Linked DNA regions of Gossypium hirsutum: region 1 is linked to region 2. The links are chromatin contacts, called in public Hi-C maps. All regions are on one chromosome and are shown on one strand. Each heading gives the region's core, a stretch centred on a gene start, on an enhancer-like site or on the middle of the called end of the contact. The rest is flanking DNA. Distances are from core to core; before and after follow the strand shown. Region 1 holds the start of LOC107935474. Region 2 holds the start of LOC107935472 (protein SRC2 homolog).

What was found. Hi-C and Micro-C count contacts between places; a contact is called where the count stands out from the background.
Region 1: a contact with region 2 is called in a Hi-C map of leaf, with 1.6 times the contacts expected there. The contact joins the promoter of LOC107935474 here to the promoter of LOC107935472 in region 2. A contact is called at or near these places in 2 of 34 Hi-C or Micro-C datasets (hypocotyl and leaf).

The regions. Positions count from the first base shown.
Region 1 is chrD10:65,716,538-65,719,524 of Gossypium_hirsutum_v2.1, forward strand. It overlaps LOC107935474, which reads left to right and starts at 1,593. Exons shown (of 2, transcript XM_016868091.2): 1 at 1,593-2,441. The coding sequence starts at 2,089.
Region 2 is chrD10:65,546,602-65,549,771 of Gossypium_hirsutum_v2.1, forward strand. It overlaps LOC107935472 (protein SRC2 homolog), which reads right to left and starts at 1,752. Exons shown (of 1, transcript XM_016868089.2): 1 at 421-1,752. The coding sequence starts at 1,557. The coding sequence ends at 637. It overlaps LOC107935413 (peroxisomal nicotinamide adenine dinucleotide carrier), which reads left to right and starts at 3,110. Exons shown (of 11, transcript XM_016868016.2): 1 at 3,110-3,170.

The sequences.
Region 1 (2,987 bases), core at 343-2,842, 170 kb after region 2:
ATTGTAAGATCATAATAAAGTCCATTGTATTTCAATTCTGAAAAAGTAAGAAGAAGAAAAGCAAATTGTTTGCTTAGGTGTGAAGGGTGAATTGTGATGGATAACTTTTTATATTCTCAAAAATTACAATAATGTAGGATGGTGGCAGGCCGTGTCTGCCGCTGTTTTTGTCTTTGACCCAGTTCTGAAAACACCCATCAAAATCCATCCTTCTATTATCCATACTGAATTATTTTGTCACACGCTCAATTTAAAGTTGATAGATTTTTTTGGTTCATCAAACGGTTGATAGTTGGATTTTTGATTTCGAGAATGAAGTATATTTTATGGTTAGTTGTTTAGGTTTTTAGAAGGTAATCGTGGTGAATCTATTAATTATTATTGTCGGCAATGGATATATTGGTTACGACAAAAAAAAAAATTAAATCATTTTTTGGTGATTGAATTTGGTGATTACTCGAATTTGATAATTATTTTCACATTAAAATATAAATTTCTTTTGGTTTAAGTTAATTATTGATATTTTCTCGAAAATCTTAAAATTCAGATCTCAGTTGCGAAAATAATTGTTAAGATAAGGTACTAACTTGGGAAAAAAAATCCTTCCGTTTTGGATATTTTGATCATAGGTTCAGAAACTAGTAAAGTATTATTTCGATTGAATATATTACTAAAAATTCATAAAAATAAAAATATTAAATTTTTTTAATTATTTGGTTTAACTAATTTATAATTTAATTAATTGATTTATACGTATTTTAAAATTAACTAATTAGTTTGTAATCCAATTAAAGCATTGATTGGAGGCGAGCATGCTTAAAAGTACTTGAGAAGATATTATTAAATTGTGGTACGCTTTTTAATTATTATTATTTGTTTGTATCGATGAGGTGTTATTTTTCTATAAGATCAATAAATTCCTTTTCAAAGTCGAGAATACCCTATATAACTACAAAATTTTATTAAAAAAACAGGGGTAGTTTCGGAATTTCTGCTTAAGTTCCTTCTTACAGGGTTTTTGGGATGTGTGGCATCAAAATCGAATGATGTGTAATTAAAACACACTTACTTATATAGACAACATGATTGCTTCATTTGGGTCACTTCAATCAACTACTATCATTATATTAATTTTTTTATGGTAATAATATTTAAAAAACAAATAATTCAATTTTTATGTATTAGATTAAAAAATAAATTAATTCACTTGTTAAAATTTTTATCTATTTTTATTATTAAAAACTAGTTATGTAGGTCAAAATGAAGTACCATATGTAATTGTTTGATTATTTTATTAATTAAGCTAGTTTTAATTAGAAATACATGAATTTTTAAATATAAAAAATTAATTTACTCCTCGAGTAAAATAAAATTTGACCCATAGTATAAAACTCTTTATGATACTTTTATCGTGTTTTGATTGATTTAAGTTCAAATGATGTGAATTAAAAAAATTTACTTTAAGTAATTTGGAGAAAAAAAAATCAAACTGTCATCTGTTAGATAATTGATCGAACCTCCGACAATAGTTAATATCAAACTCGAGTATTTGTGTTTGATTTTATCATTGAATTTTATCTATTGATTCCGACGAAAACTTCAAGAGATTTATGGAGTGAAAGTACCTCACCACCACATTTGTGAATAAAATGAGTATTAAGATGCTCTTATTTCGTGAATCTCACAAAACTACCATCGGAATTAAAAGATAAAATTCGAAAATAAATTTATCTATAAGCACCCTAAACTTAATACCAACCATTGTTAAATTTACCCGATTATCCAACAAATAGTACTTTAAAAATTTCTGCCAAGTTGGTTTATAGAATATTTTCTATGTATATTTCTACATGAGATCTTTTCTTCTTGTTCATGTTTCTCTCTCTTTGTTTCGCAGAGAGAGAAAAGAGGGACAACACCTACCATTCTTAAAACCGTGTTTACCAGCCAAAAGAAAAAGCCTCTGTAAAACAAACAGAGCTACTAATGCATAGTTAAACTCAAGTAGCTTTACTGTCGGAAAATTTGATGAATTTTTTGTTTGTAAGAACAATTACATGAGGATTCAAAAACTGGGTCTTAACCTAAATGGAACAATCTTTACCAAAACAACCCCAAGGGGTCATCATCGCCATTGACGTTGTTGATGAAGGAACAGAGCAACAAGAAGGAAACCTGACAGGTAACGAGGAACAAGAAGATAGCAACCGTCACGGTTCTTCTTCTTCTCTGGAACTGGATCTTGAGTCTGGGGTAGTGTCCGAAACCAAGTCACATTTAGCAAAAGAACTGGAAAGAGATTGCAGGATTTGTCATCTCACTTTGGACCCGACCAACCATGAATCTGGTGTTCCTATTAAGTTAGGTTGTTCTTGTAAGGATGATTTGGCTGCTGCTCATAAACATTGTGCTGAAGCTTGGTTCAAAATCAAAGGAAACAGGTAAGTAATTCATCAAACATTGTCACCGTATTTTGTCTTCACTGTCATGATTTATGTATATCTTGCTTGAATCTTCAGTGATTTTTGGGACTGAAATGTGGAAATGCAAGGGCTTTATGTAAATAAATTGAAAAAGTGGTCAAAACAATGGTGGATCCATGATGTTTTTTTTAAGGTTATTTTGGTTCTGTTTTTTTTTTGCCCTTTTTTTATGTTTTTATTTTTGGTTTTGTTCTGTAAGAAAAAAAAGTCGAGGAATCTTTTGTTGTTAATGGCCCGGGAATACAATGGGGGAGAATATATAAACAAAGAATATTTTTTCTCTGTTTTCTTAGATTATAAAGTAAGGACTCTAGTTTGAATATCGAATTTGGTTTTACTTATGTCGGGTTTAGTTTAGTTGGTTCATGTCCTTATCCGTAACCAAATAGGTTAAACATAAGTGTTTTTAATGTGTTATCTTGTCGAGAAAGACGAAACAAAGAAAGTGGGTGATTAAAGTAACATTGAGTTTTCTGAGTTAGGAGTTGAATTGCATTTTTGTCC
Region 2 (3,170 bases), core at 502-3,001:
CTACTTACTGCCTATCGCATGAGCACCAAAGCTGCAAACTAAAACAATTAGGCTGAATGAAGTCCACCACTGATCCTATGAATTAAAACCAATCAATATCGATACAAAACCATTATTGTAACTGTATAGAATTAAGCATGAATCTTAATATCTGAATTTTGGTACCCACCACAGCCTCCAGCTGCCTTCAACTTGATAACAAACATATAATCACATAAAGATCACATTCTATCATAATCTTATAAATGCATCTAGTTCAACATAAGCAAAGCACGATGAAGCAAGCAGTGTGAAGCACACAGTGTCAATCCTAATTTCCAAGTTCAATCGCCTATGATCATTATTCAATAAAGCCAGAAAGAAACCATTCAATAACTAACTAACAAAAACTAAAAGATTAAACATAAAACGAACAGAAAATGTTAAAACTTAGATTTATTCTTGAAGCAGAAGAAATTAGCACATAATAAACATCAACAAGTTGTTCTCAGCTCACATTTTATTTGATCATTTTAATCCCAAACATTAAAAGCACAGACACGTTATCAGATCACAAATTATATACACAAATATCTATAAATATAAGCCATGATCATCATAACCTTCATCAGCATCATCATTGCCTTAAAAAACCCATCAATATTCTGGGCGATGATAATCACCATAATCATCCCTTTCCTTTGAAGTCACTTCATGCTCAACCCTTTCACCAATCTTTTCTTCTTCGTATTTCAATCCTTCTTCTAACGCCATTCCACCTAAAGCCCCTGCAACCGCTCCAACAGCTAATCCAGTTCCTACCCCAATTTTAGAACCTCCCCGAGGCTTCTGATCGTACGGCGAGTAATCTACTGGCGCCGATGGGGTTCCATAGCTGGAAGCTCGTTCGAAGAAAGGACGTGGAGGCATGGGCGGTGGCGGAGAGGAATAGTAATGGCTGGAGTAGTAGGGAGGGTAACCCTCGGGGATGGAGGAGTAAGGCGGATTTGGCGGAGGAGGAGAGGATGACGGTGGAGGAGGCGGCGGGGGAAGAGAAACGTAAGGCGGAGCAGAGTATCTTGGTGGAGGAGGGGCATTTGTGTAATAATAGCTAGAAGGAGGGGCAAAATGGTAATCATGAGGTGGTGGAAGAGGACGTTCCCGGATCCCAAGTTTCAACCGGATCTTACCTTGGGGACGACCCGAGGGTCGGAGCAAAGAAAAGGTTCGGATCTTGGAACCATCATCCAGGTCGGGTAATTCCTTGAGCTCAACCCGGAGAGTAGCCACCAAAGGCTTCGGAGTTTCAGAGGGTTTGGAATGAAAGATCTCGAGGGTCAAAACGGTTTCGTGTGGAGGAACAACAAGGGGAAGGGTGAAACGCTCATTCCAGACGGGTCGAGTTGAGCCAGAATCGTCCGACCGGGTTGATAAACGTCGGTCTGGATCAACCCAGAAGACTGCGTAGGGTTTTAGATCGCCGTTTTGCCAGTTGACGTTCTTTAGATGCTTGGCTGACACGATCGTCAAGTCGAGGTCAAGTGGTCTTGGTGGCGGAGGTCGAGAGTGAGTAGCCATGATGGTAGCTGCGACGGCAGTGGTGGTGGCGCTGGTCGTTGCTTTTGGTTGGTGGTGATGCTAACGTGCACCGGATAACTTCGGTGCGTAGGATAGCTGGAATATTTTTTGAAAGAATTTGGAGAGTGGACTGGACTTGATGGCTTTGCTTAAGATTTAGGAAGTGGAGAAAAGAAAAAGAGCAGTAAAATGACGATTTTAACCTTAGTGGTTGGCGGGTTTTTATTAAATGAGATCATTCGTGCATTCGTCTTGGGAATCGTATACTTTTAGTTTTGGTAATATTTCGTAAAAGGTCCCTGTATTTTTTACGGTTTTTACTATAATACAATCATTTTAATTCTTCTACTTATCGAAATACGTACTTTTAGCAAAACAAGGAGTTGTTCCGGTGCATCGTTTTGGATTTATTGCTATTATTAAAAAATATTTTACATATGTATATAAAAAATATGTACAAATATTAAATAATAAATATTAAATAAATATTAAATAAAAATACGTATATAATATATTCTTTAATAAACTTCACATATAATTATAAGTTATCATTTAACAATTTTAAAAAATAAGTAAAAAAATTCACATAAATTAAACAATAAGATCATCTTATATCTTGCATATTACAATCTATAATTCAAGAAATTCAACATAAATAATAAAAAAATTAAATTTATTTTTTGCACTAATTGATATGAGCGAAATCAACTGATACATATCGGTATGATCGATGTTGATTAGGATTTATATTTGAATGAAACCTAGAGTTTATTGTTCCTGTTTACTACTGGAACGGAACTTTCCGATAACATAGACATTATTGGAATGGAATTCACTACCTTAATTTTAGTTTTGAAATTATTTTTGTCATTAATTGTGATAAATAGTTTAAAGTGGCTTATTTTTCAATATTAGGTGTAAAGATTAAATTATAAAATTTATTAAACTACAGGGACAGTTAATTTTAACCTTTTTAATTTATAATAAGAGTTAATTACACCAAACATTTCAAAATTATGATTTTTATTTTAAATTTATTCTTAAATTTTAAATCATTCTAATTACATCCTAAACTATTAATGTTATGTCAATTAAATTTTTCATTTGCTAAAATCGTTAATTTAACTATTAAATAACATATCAAATCTTATGTGACATAATTTAAAATGAAATATTAGAGAAAAATGTTTTAAAAATATTAATTCTGATTTTTTCGAAGCTTTTGTAAAAGTTTTATCATCTATTATTTCTTTTTTTTTTTAATTTTTACTTTATTTTTAATTTTTACTTTAAAAAGTTACATGACAACGTTCTATTTAAAAAAATTCATTTTAAATTCAGTTACATAACACTTGATGTTTCATTTAGCTGTTTTAAAAATAAAAGGATCTGATTGATATAATATTAATAGTTTAGAGACGTAATTAGAACGTTTTAAAATTTGAAAACTAATTTAGAATAAGATCATAGTTTGAGGATGTATGATACAATTAACTCTTATAATAATCACGTCATAATTGTGTATAGTCCAATTAAATTCATAAATTTTTTTAATATTTTGAAGAAAAAAAATCCAAAATCCCTTTCATTTGCTTTCTTAAAGGGAACGAAAA